Linked DNA regions of Mus musculus: region 1 is linked to region 2. The links are chromatin contacts, called in public HiChIP or PLAC-seq maps. All regions are on one chromosome and are shown on one strand. The core of a region is the stretch at or near the end of the contact, and the rest is flanking DNA. Distances in the headings are between cores, read along the strand shown.

Evidence for each region. HiChIP or PLAC-seq counts read pairs in DNA pulled down with a chosen protein or histone mark.
Region 1: an H3K27ac HiChIP or PLAC-seq map of extraembryonic endoderm stem cells shows a contact between it and region 2. The contact joins two enhancer-like sites. A contact is called at or near these places in 1 of 15 datasets of contacts at CTCF or cohesin (CD8 T cells), 3 of 115 datasets of contacts at active chromatin or transcription factors (extraembryonic endoderm stem cells, heart atrium and thymic regulatory T cells) and 2 of 9 other capture datasets (adipose tissue and liver).

The regions. Positions count from the first base shown.
Region 1 is chr1:39,866,776-39,872,831 of GRCm38.p6, forward strand. No RefSeq gene overlaps it. Among named protein-coding and RNA genes, the nearest start is that of Gm35600, 17 kb to the left of the region's middle. Within about 2 kb of position 1,321, at least 96 of the 459 cell types and tissues checked have an H3K27ac peak or open chromatin away from gene starts, as enhancers often do. A contact at or near this core is called in adipose tissue, extraembryonic endoderm stem cells and liver, where this site is marked.
Region 2 is chr1:39,729,801-39,736,105 of GRCm38.p6, forward strand. No RefSeq gene overlaps it. Among named protein-coding and RNA genes, the nearest start is that of Rfx8, 12 kb to the left of the region's middle. Within about 2 kb of position 1,946, at least 17 of the 459 cell types and tissues checked have an H3K27ac peak or open chromatin away from gene starts, as enhancers often do. A contact at or near this core is called in adipose tissue, extraembryonic endoderm stem cells and liver, where this site is marked.

The DNA of each region.
Region 1 (6,056 bases), core at 71-2,570, 140 kb after region 2:
GAGACTGGCCATGCCACGTGGAGAGAGGGGGGGAAGAGAGAGACAGAGAGAGAGAGAGAAGGAAGACTAGAGATGATAGTAAGCAAAGTAAGAGCTTAGAGAGAGCGAGGAGGGGCCAAGCAGCCCCTTTTATAGTGGGCTGGGCTACCAGGTAACTGTGGGGAGGAGCATACTTGGCTATAGTCAGATAACTGTGGGGGTGGAGTCTAGCCAGAATGCCAGAAGCTTGGGGCTTTATCTATGTGACTGATAGTCACACACCTCTCTTGCGGGGGCTGTGGGGGTAGTAACTTCAACAGGAACCAGGGGTCCAGGAGACATAATCTAACACCTTCTGTCCCATGTTGATGGAAATCACCACTCACAGGTCCCCGGGGTTCCAGACCTTTGCTCGACTGGAGACCAGGCTGTCTGTGTGCACATATACAAACTTTAACATTTGTTTTAAAAAGAATGGAGATGCAGGGCCAGGGAGATGGCTGAGTTGGGAAAGTGCTCTCTACTAAGCAGGTCAGAGCCTTAGTAGCACCCAGGGAGGAGCTGGACTCTTTGGTCTGTGCCACAGGAGGCGCAGAAAAAGACAGATGGATCTCTAGAGCTCACTGGCCGGCCAGGCTGTCCGAATGGCTGAGCTTCCTGCTCAGTGAGCAAGGCTCTCTTCCATATTCTCTCCAAAGTCAAAGTGCGAGATAAAACGGAAGGGGCCTTTCAATTACCTCTGCCCTATACACACACACATAGACACACACATACTCACACCACATACCACACATAAGTGTACACATGGACCTGAATGTGCACACACACACACACACACACACACACACACACACACACACACACACGGACCTGAATGTGTACACACACACACACACATACACATGGACCTGAATGTACACACACACACACACACACACACACACACACACACACATACACACACACGCGCGGACCTGAATGTGTACACACACACACACATACACATGGACCTGAATGTACACACACACACACACACACACACACACACACACACACACAACCAAAATAGGGAGACAAGAAAAAAATCCAAAGAAGCAGCGGAGCTGGGAACACATTTGAAAGCGAGCCGTGGAAAGGCTGGGTGAGGCAGGCCTGGGGTTTTGTTCCAAGCTTGGAAAATGATTTTACTTTTACCTTTTTATGTATGTGCACAAATGCAAAGATGAGAATCCTCTAAAGAGAAGGAGGAAAGTTTCTGGCTGCCTTTAGTCTTTAGGTGTCCGGAGACTGGAGTGCTTTGAGTAATAACCCAGGATCAGAAACACAGCCAAGCCCCGCCCGCATCCTGCCAGATGCCGCTATCCACAGGTCCCCAGGGCAGTGTCTACACCCCTTCAGGGACTCAGCTGGCCTCTGGATCTTTGAAATCATTCTAGAGGTCACTGAAGGCAGAGTGATTTCTCTTCAGTGGCTTCCTGGTGAACAAAACCCACACTCCGTCTCCAGTCCTATCTTGTTTAGCTAGTGAAAGCAAGGCAGAGGTTGCCAGGCTAATGAACTACCTGATATATTTAGCTAGAAAGATAATGTAGCTCTAGTGTTTGGATTTATCAAAACCAATTCCAGATGGCACCCAAGCCACAGAGAGAGGGCCATCTGGTAAGTAAGAGCCGGGCTTGTTTCTCTCTTTCTCTTCAAGGTGAAGGGCAGATGATAAACAACACAACTTCCTGTGCTAAAAACCCAGGCTGTTGGAAGGATGGCCCCTGAGCCTTACATCTTATCTGTGTTCATTCAAATACCTGGGCCACCATACTCCTTCAGATAGAGTCATTGGCTGAGCTTAGAAAATGACCTGATGCAAGTGGAAAGGTTTCAGTGTCTCCCGTATGCAGTGTATTTCAGAGAAACATGCACTCCTGGGTAACAGAGCTAGGCATTAATAAAGTCATTGGACAGACCCTTCAATTACACAAATTCCTCGAGTACATAAACCAATAAAATCAGAAATTATGTTTCTTTCTGAAACGATTTAAGCCACTGTGGTCATGTTTTGTTTAGCACCATTGGTGATGTTTTGAGGACATTCTCTGCTTGACAAGGTGTTTTCTGCCAGACACTTTCTTTGCCTGTTCCCTCTGAAACAAAACATCCCATGCTTCTGTTTATTCACTAGTTTCCCTGCTCTCCAGCACCCCTCCCCCATCTCCACCTACTCACACACAGCCCGGCCAGGCTAATCTTCTTTAAACTTTGCTCTGTTTGTAGAACTTTACAACTCAAAAGACAGTCACTACCTCTCTAGTGTCAGGAAGATAGTGCGCAGGTTGTACAAAATACCATCCCTCTTGCTCACCTCTGCCTCTGAACCTAAGTCCCCAAGGAGCCAGCCTCGTGAATGCTTCAATTTCCTCCTCCTACATTAAGATCAATTTGGCCTCCTGAATTCCGGAAGTGTGAGATAATTCTTTGGAACTGTTTTAAGCTACTAAGTTTGTAGCTGGGTCTGGAATCAGTAAGAAGCTAGACTAGCTTCTCTGAAGACTGCCCTGGTTCTAGTCCAGCTCTACACTGTGGGACTTCCACGAGGTCCTACCTGGCCCTGGCCCAGGGGCTGAGGCTGATGGCCTCACAGACATCCGTTGGCAGTCACATGTGGCACATTTGGCTCCTGTCGTGCCAGGCCCAGTTTAAGTGTTAACACTCCCACACCTGTGGTTACTGAACTGGACAGTGAAGACAGGGAATAATTCCGATGTCGTGAAAAGGTCTTTTGGGCAGCACAGGTTCGAATGGAATACACATCACTCCCTAAAGTCCACGGCTGCTAAACATGGTGAACTGAGCCTGAGCTCAAGCCCCACACTGTGGAAAGACAAAACCAGCTCCCTGAAGTTGTCCTCTGACCTCCCCATCTGCTCTCTGGCACCAGTACCAGCTCAGAAATAGCATTAAATCGCAGGAGGATCTGGTTTTGGGGGCCTTGGGCATCTCCAAGCTGATGAAACAGGACTTGGAAGGAGCATACGGACTAAAAAACACACCTCAGAACACTTCAGTCTTCCTGCAGGTTCTCACACCAAGGCAGGGAGGTCCCTAGGGGTTAGCGCTCCCACTCACAGCCGGCCTGGGGCATTGAACGGGAAATCTGGTTCCCAGCCAGCAACCCTGCTTATCCCGAGTTCAGCAGTCTCTATTTGGAACTTTCTCTAATTAGACCTGAAATCAATTGCCTTTCCTGTGATGCAAGGCAGTGATCTGTGTTTTCCCAGTGGACAGCAAATGTCCTACCACTTCTCACACTAATTTGAAACGCCACTTGGGTGACGAAATAAATCCCAGGGTGTAGATGGAGCTTCTCTGAGAATCTCTCCCGCGCGGCAATCACCCCGCTCTGTGGTAGTCTGGCGGTTTGTTTCACAATCTGGCAGAGCAATTCTCCTCTCTTTATCCTCGCTTTTTCAGTATTTCTGTCGGTTCTTCATACTTCTATCTTCCCCGATGCATTTGGAGTCGGTTTGCCAACTTCCGCTAAATATCCGATTAAAATTCCCTTTGGAGTTTACAGACCGCTGAGCTCATTGACAGTTTTAAAACATGAGCGCTCTTATTTTTGATGTGTACTCTCGTATTTCCTAAAAGCTGTAAAATTTTCTTCATTTCATTAAAATTCGCCTCTTTGGTATTTGTCCTTAAGGAGAAAAGACCTTTGAGCAGTGTTTCTCAACCTGTGGGTCTCGATCCCTTTGTGGTTGTTGAGCCTGTATCACCCTGGCTTCTATGGGACACTCATATTATTTCACCAATAAGTAAGGAAATTAGCAAAGGAAAATTCTTTTTCTAATTCACTTGGAAAGAGAGGTTGGGATTTGGTGGAAATTGTGAGAGAAGACTATACATGTTGTTTTTCTTCTTTAGTTTGCAAATGTTCCATTCTAGTGAGAGATTTGTCAGGGTTGGACTGTCCTGGACTCTTGGCACAAACCTGCAGGGACAGTCACTTTTGAGTTTCTAAGAGCTCAGAGAAAAATTTCACTTCACAGGCTTTTTTTTAAGTCCCTATGTTTTCAGTAGGAAATCTTTTCTTCTTAGCCTATTTATTAAGACTTCTGTCTGTTCAGGGTTGTGTTATTCTTCTAAAGTGATTTAGACATCCTGTATTTCTAGGTGTTTGGAACCCTTTACCTGTCTTCTGGGTCTGGGAGAAGTTTCTTCTAACTTAAGCAGAGAACTTTTCAAGGAGAGATTCTTGTTTGTTTGTTTGTTGTTTTTGAGACAGTATCTGTTAGAGCAGGCTGCCGTCAAACTCCCAGAGATCTGCCTGTCTCTGCCTCCTGAGGGCTGGGATTGAAGTCATGAGCCACCATGTCCAACCTAAGGAGAGATTTTCTTTTCTCTTTGTTCCAAAGTAATTGATCTGTTGTCTGTATTCTCCTTCTTTCAAAGGCACTGTTGGCCATGATGTCCCTAGCATAAGACAGTATTAATCCATAGAAGGGGACGCCATACTGAATGTGATGGCGGAGGAGATCTGAGGACAGACAGCTGAAATAAGGCCGTCCCAAGAACACCAAAGGTGGGTGGCTCTCTTATCATGGAATAGTGAGAAATCCATAGGAAGTGGATTAGAAGTTACCGGGGCCTGGGGAAGAGGAACAGGAGGTGGTTGGTTTTAGCGGCTACAGGATTTCTCGCTGGGTGATCTGAGTGATGGAAAAGGCTTGAAAACCGTGTTGAGAGTTGCACTGTGCAGAAGGTACTGCCCCTCCCCTGCTGGTCTACTTAGTATGGTGTGTGCGTGTGTGTGTGTGTGTGTGTGTGTGTGTGTGTGTGTGTTTGTGTTTGTGTGTGTGCGTGTGCGTGTGCGTGTTTGTGTGTGTGTGTGTGTTTGTGTGCGTGCGCATGTGTGTGTGCGCGTGTGCACGTGTGTGTTTGTGTGTGTGTGTGCCCGTGCGTGTGTGTGTGTGTGTGTTTGTGCGTGTGTGCGTGTGCGTGCGTGTGTTTGTGCGTGTATGCATGTGTGTGTGTGTGTGTGTGTGTGTGTGTGTGTTTTGCAGAGGATGACCTTGGGTAGTTTCTCAGGCAGGTTGCCTCACACTGGCCTGGAGCTTTCTAATTAGGCTAAGCTGGCAGGCCAGCTACCCCAGGGATCCAGGAGTCTCTGCTGCCCTAGGGCTGGCTTACAAGCACCCAGCACCACTCCTGGGTTTCCTTTGTTTCTGGGGTGTGAACTGGAGCTTACTGGCAGGTACCTTCAGGACTGAGTTACCTCTCCAGCCTTGACACATCGTCTTCAAGATATAGTTGCCACCTTTAAGATTCAGGTTTTGTCTTGTTAAATATACTGTCCATTTCAAAAGAGTTAACAATATCAGTTAAATTTTCTTTTTTACTGTAGAGATTAACATTGAACGTGTGTACGTGATTTAGTTTTTTTTCCTGCCATTTTGCTTTCTTTATTTTTAATCTTACTGCTTATGGTCCTAGACTGGATAACCATAATGTATGTTCCTGTTGAACTATACTGGGATTTTTAATGTGTATTGTTGAGCAGTGCCTCCTAAGTTTTTTAGAATTACATTTTAATGTACTTGTTTTGTGTGTGGGCATGTGTGGGAACACCAGAGGACAACTAGTGGGAATTTGTTCTCTTTTTCTACCATGTGGGTCCTGTGGACTGAACTCAAGTTATCCATCTCCGTGGCAAGCACCTCTACCTGCTGAGTTCCCGCACTAGCCCTTAACTTAGTGTATCTCATGAGTGTTCTAAGGTCAACTGAAAAGCATGTATGTAGAGATATGTGTGTGTGTGTGTGTATATATATATGCAAATATTTACATGGTTGTGTAAGAATATGTTCTACTTAATTATACTATTCATGTCTTCAACATGAATCCAGAATTAATTATTTTGTCTGTTTAATCTCAGCTTTTTGAGAAAGATTTGGATAAAGAGTTCTGATAAATTTGTTATTGCCAATGTTTTTGTCATATTTTAATACATATTAAGACTATTACTTAATGACTGTATGTAATCAAGAGGATAAAGATTCACAACAATGTGTCTTCTTGGTAGA
Region 2 (6,305 bases), core at 696-3,195:
GGAAGAAGGCTGGGAAGGACCCCCACAGCAGCTGTCTTCCAGCCAGCCCTCTCCCAGTCAGCGCTCTTTCTTCAGTTGTATCTCTAAGTGGTGCTAGGTCCTTTTCTGCTCCAAGAGGAGAGTGGAGACCCTTTCACGTGCTTTACCCAAGAGCTCAGATCCTGGGCTTCCTGCAGTGAACAGGTGGCTCCTGCTCACTGGTTCAGGGCAACAGAGGCCATGGCTCCTCCCATCCCAGAGGCTGATTCATCATCAGCCGATCCCCCTGCCACTCAGGTAGTGGCGCAAGATACCAGCTCCTGTCCCCAGAGACTAGACAGAACCAAGGCGAATGCCTGTCTGTCATTCCAGATCTTGTTACCCCACTTAGATTGTGTAATGTTTGTGTGTGGGGCGAGCACCAACGAGTTCCTGGCTTATTGTTGGACATCAGAAATACAGGTGACACTGTGACTCTTGGGTTGACTACTGGTTTCTGTGAGTTGTTACTTCCAATGGTTGATGCTACACAATGCAAGCATTACCTCATTTTAGCCCAAAGCTATTGATGCCTATTGATTAGAGGGCTCAGGAAGTAAGGCTGCAGGTCGAAACAGGGTCAACTTCACACCTTCTATGCCTCAAGGGCCACCCACATCATGTGATCAAGCATGTGACAGATTCAAACTTTGATTAGTTACATGCCAATGCAGTGACATTCTTAGAAGGTTTATCCCCCAGCCCAAGCCTTCTTAATGAGCTAAGTATGCAAAGGGCGCATGACTTTTTACCAGCATAATATTTGTAAAACTACCTAAGTGCTATGTAAAAGTACACTTAGAGACCATTTTCATTTCAAAGGATCCACAGCAACTGACATAATAAAAACTTTTACTTGTAGCTGAAGGGACAGCCTGACCCATGCCTAGAACTCTCCCAGATCAGAAAAGCCCCATCGCTGTCTGATTCTGGCTCAGCATTTCTGCTGTCTTACACCGATGCAAAGAAAATAGGTTTGAATATTTCTATCACATAGAATTTCAGTTCTTTAAGCTGCATCTTAGGCACACAACACTCCTCTGACGGAGAATGCATCTCTTATATCTACAGCGACTTCTTTTTCCCCCTTCAGGCTAATTGGTCTCTAGATTATCCAATTAGTCTCCATTCACCTTCTAAGAGGGCAGCAGCTGGGCTTTATCTGTGCACAAAGCCACCTCTGATGATCCTGGATGCTTAATTTTGTCCAATTCTTGCAATTATCCACGTTCAGTGGATGGACCCAGGTGCCCCCAGGCAATGATAGGTTTTTAAATAAACCTAATGAGCACAAGGAATGCATCGGGTCAGAAACTCACAGTGTAGCAGGCAAATGAGCAAAGGGGCCATTGCAGAGAACAGCCAGCTTGGACTGTCCGTCTGGGCCTGCAAGACACTATTTAAACCGGTAGGCTGCAGACTTTCAAATTATAGTGCATTAAAATTCTCACTGGAGAGAGTCAAAATCATTCCTACATAGCACTGTACTTTCCTACTCTACACTTTGCTTTTGACTAGTTGGATGTTGCCCCAATTGAGATCAATAGGAACATTGAAACTAACAATATCCCCTCCTCCCCACCAGGTCTTACTATGTTGTGTAGGCTATCCTGGAACCCCTGGGCTCAAGTGATCTCTTTGCTTCAGTCTCCTAAGTAGCTAGGACTACTTAGGACTACAAGGTAGTAATCTGGGGCACCATAGAGACACCCACTTGTCATAGAGGTCTCTTTCCTTTCTCCTGTTCCCCAAGGCTGTACGGAAAGCTAGCTATGTGGTGTAACAAACAACATTATCTTCGGAGGAACTCAGAGAATTCGAGGAATGAGAAGAAACTGCCCTCATTTGTCACAGAAAGCGGAGCCCATTGCAACTCAGAGTGTATTGTATTTGAACTCTGGCACACCGGAAGCAGACTTCTCCGGAAGGCTAATAGAAGATCAGGCAAGAGAAAACTGGGAAGCACAGGGCTGGCAGGAGCTTAATGAGCTGTTGCGTAAAAGCTGTCAAATAAGGGTGCGTGGGGTGGACAGTTAGGCACCGTCTCAAATTGTAGCTGCCCACAAAAGTGTAAGCCTTTGTCTACTTTGTTGAGCAATTTTTTTTAAAGAATGGGTGAAAACCCACCCTAAATCGTTACTTTAGATGTGTGGAAATATTTTTAAGCATTTTAAGGGTGAAAGGGTTAGTTTGTAAAAGTGGGGCACAGTTCTTCGTCTTCCTCTTGCCTTATGCTGTGGGTCACTCTGGTACGAACACAGACAAACAGCTGCTGGCTCCTGTCATCTTGCATGGAATCATCTCCCTGTGCAGACCCCACCATGAAATGAGTTTTACTGAGGCATCTTCAAACCGCACATGTGTTTGAGATAGCTTCCTGTTGGTCATGGGATGCTCCCACTAATTACCATTGGGATTCCTCCGCAGAAGGAAGCCGGAAGGAGGCATCGTTTACAAGGGCATCTGCCTGAACTCCGCTGGAGAACAAAGGTACACGAATCCCAGTGGATGTCTGCAGATGGTTACAGCAGAGTGGGTTTTATAATCCCCGCCTTCGCAAACAAGCCTGTCTTCATAAATGCTGCCAGCGGTAAGACCCTCACAAGGCCATGCCAAGTGGTAAATAGAGGCCGAGTCTTTGAATTGAATGGTGGGTCCAGAAGAGTCTCTGATCTCAGATTTATGTATTATATTTGGAACATTTGCATAGACATAATGAAATATCTTGGGGACAGGAGTCGAGTCCAATCACAAAATTTACTTATGTTTCACATACACCACTGGGTTGATTGTAAGTGGTCACACCCTGGTGTGTGAAAGGTCTCCACTCCTGGCATCATGTGACCGATCAGAAAGGTTTAACTTGTGGCCCCTTTCAGATTTGTGATGTCTGGATTAGGTGTGCTCAGCTTTCGTTGTCAAGGGCAACTTCTTTTTTTGTTCTTTTTGGTTTTTCGAGAAAGGGTTTCTCTGTGTAGCCCTGGCTGTCCTGGAACTCACTCTGTAGACCAGGCTGGCCTCAAACTCAGAAATCTGCCTGCCTCTGAATTAAAGGCATGCACCACTCCTGCCCAGCCAAGGTCAACTTCTTAAATAAAGTTTTCATACATCATAGCTGTGCCAGACTCCTGACAATGTGTTCAGAGCCTTTTCCAAGCAGACGCAGCTAGACCTCTCTACCTCCCTCTGATTACACTACCCGACCACTCATTGTGGTCATGGTTCCCAAAACTATGCCCAGGGAAGCTGGGGGGAGAGGCCACAGAAGCCCAGTTGAGGGACCAGAAAGGACAGATGCCTAAGAGGTCTTTGGTTCTATGTAACCTAACTATCCCTCCTAAAGCGAAGGACCGCATGGGTTCTCTGTGTTCCCTGGCAGACTGACATTCCACTTGAGCAAGCTTGCTCTCTTTTTTGAATGGATGGACTTCTAATATCTGTTGTTTCTCCTCTACAGAGAAAACCCTGAGATAATCTTATACCAGCCCAGAGGAGCTGTCTTAGTAAGGGTTGCTATTGCTGTGATGAAACGCCAGGACCTTTTAAAAAAGCAAGTTGGAGAGGAAAGGGTTAATTCAGCTCACACTTCCAGATCACAGTCCTCACTGGAGGAAGTCAGGACAGGAACTCCTGCAGGGCTGGAATACAGAGGCAGGAGCTGATGCAGAAGCCATGGAGGGGTGCTGCTTACTGGCTTGCTCTGCAAAGCTTGCTTAGCCTACTTTCTTATAGAACTTGGGACCACCAGCCCAGGGATGGCACCACACACAATGGGCTGAGCTTCCCCCGACCCCTATTGATCACTAACTGAGAAAAGGCCTTACAGTTGGATCTCATGGAGGCATTTCCTCAAATGAAGCTCCTTCTTCTCTGATGACTCTAGCTTGTTTCAAGTTGACCCACAAAACCAACCAGAGTAAGGGCGGCACTCAGTTATTCATTCACACAGCAAATATCCAGGAAACCCCTGTGTCCAGTTTTATGCTGGGGCTTGGAGACCCCAGTAAAGGCAGGTTGCAGTGTCTGCTTATGCACCTATGATAACTGCCATGCTTCATAGATAAGCAAAAATAAAATATGGCTACTCCCAACATGCCTCCAAAATAGACTATATTGGATAATAGCTAGAGACCTGAGAGGTCATGTGCCCAAACCACAGGGATCCTACAGGGAACACCTGGACCACAGGGGCCGGAACACCACAGGGATACATCTGAGATGAGAGGAAGGTGGGGGCTGAGGTCCAGTCACGCCCAGTCCCGTGTGGCCATGGCCGTCACCGGAGCAACCATTACTCCAAAGCACAAGGGCTTAATGAAGACGACAAAGCCTTGGAAGAGATCATACAGTCGGAAACTGCCTGGGACGGTGCCCGTGTATGTCTGTCACCTCCCTACAGTTCGTCCTGTGTTTCTTACCCACTCTGGAGGGTGTTGGGACTTGATCTGTGAGTCACAGTTGCCCTCCACACTCGCCGATCTAACCAACGTGCTCAAGGATGTTCAGGGGAAATGAAACACAAGTTAACCTTCCCAATCCTAGTAGATAGGATGCAGAACGCTTTGGGGCTGGAATCAGAAATGGATGCCACCTCCAAGGGCCTTCAGCCACCTGTGTCTGAGAAGTGTTAGTGACATTTGCCCTCCCCACTTGTGGCAGACGGTGCCCACACAGAGATAAATATTCGTTTGTCCCGAGCGGGCTAGGAAACAGATGGCTGCAGTGGTTTCTTTCGGGCCTCGCTTCCTGCCTCGCATCCTGAGTCACAATCACACACATACACATCCTCTGGTTTTCCTCTCAGCTCGCACAGGAACTCGCATTTCGGTGGACTGAAGAATGCCCAGAAGTTCCAACACTCTTGGCACGGGATTTTTCTGCTCCTGGACGTTTATTGGGCCTTTTGATTCAGAGTAAGATGATAACTTTGCAGTGGGTCCCACCTGCTCGGGCTGAATCGCAGGCTGCATTTAAAGACATTTTACACCTCCACTCAGCACGCAACGGACCAACCTCTCTGCCTTGTCACCCTCTTGTAGCCCCGGCAAGGACCTCACCTCTTCCCACTGTCCAGGCAGGCTTTCCTCAGTGGCCCCTCAGAGGCTCGGGAGGCTGGAGTTCTGTGTGCCCACTCTTTCCGTCTCCATTCTTCTCTATTCCACACTTTCCATCTCTCATATTCCTAGGGTTGGGGTGATGAAGATCAGAGTGAAACTAACGTAAAACCTGACTGAAGTGCTCCGTGATGTCACCCTGTCACGGTGGCTCAAAGCACCCATCTAGTACTAAGGCTGGGATGCCTGTCCTCCTCCCCCACTGCAGAGCACCCACGTGGAGACCTGGTCCCATCCTTAGCCCCAAGACAAACAGAAACTTGTTAAAAAAAAACTTTCATGTCTACTAGTCTATGGAATAAGTATTTTATCTATCTATCTATCTATCTGTCTGTCTATCTATCTATCTATCTACCTATCTATCTATTTATTTATTTATTGTTGGACAGGTTCTAACTTTGTAGCCCAGGCTGACCTCAAACTCAAAGTCCTCTGCCCCAGCCTTCAGTGACATGATTATAGGTATGCACACCCATGCCCCTGGGCTTGGATGTATCTATTGTTTTATAAATGGGATCCCTGTGAATGTAAGCAGTTTGCTCACAATGTATCATTGTCATCATTTCAATGGTAACTAAGTCTGGGATCACATACACAGGTTCTGTCCTTTACATAAACTTCCCTTTGCGCCCAGTCCACTTCTCTTTCTCCTGGTTTACTGGTGTCCACACTGCTTCAGCTAATCTGCCTTTGTGCTGAAAGCCCTCCCAAGGGGCTCCCAGTTTCAGCCTTGCCCTGCCTGTGGCTCATGTGTGTCAGCATTGCACAGATAAGACTCTAACACACACCCTGTGCTTCACTCTTTGCCAGAGTGACAAGGACTAGTCTGGTGGTCATCCAGATATATACTGATATCCAGCATGTGTCCGTGTGGGCCAAGTAAGGTTCCATAGCATGGCTGAGGAAAAAAGTCTTCTACCCAGAGGTGGTAGAACCAAAAGCTGTGTGTTTTTAAGGCACCGTTGGTTTGTGTGTGTGTGTGTGTGTGTGCCTTTTGCTGTAACATTGAAGCTTCAGTTTCTCAGGGTGGGGGTGGTGCTTTTGTTTGGAGCCACCAGGAGCTGACACTTGTCACTTGAACTTCCTGACTTTGTTGGCTCTGCCAGGCATGCAGGGGCCTTTGCGTTTGATTTCCTCTGTGAGGAAGAAAAACAAAACAAAACAAAAAGTCTC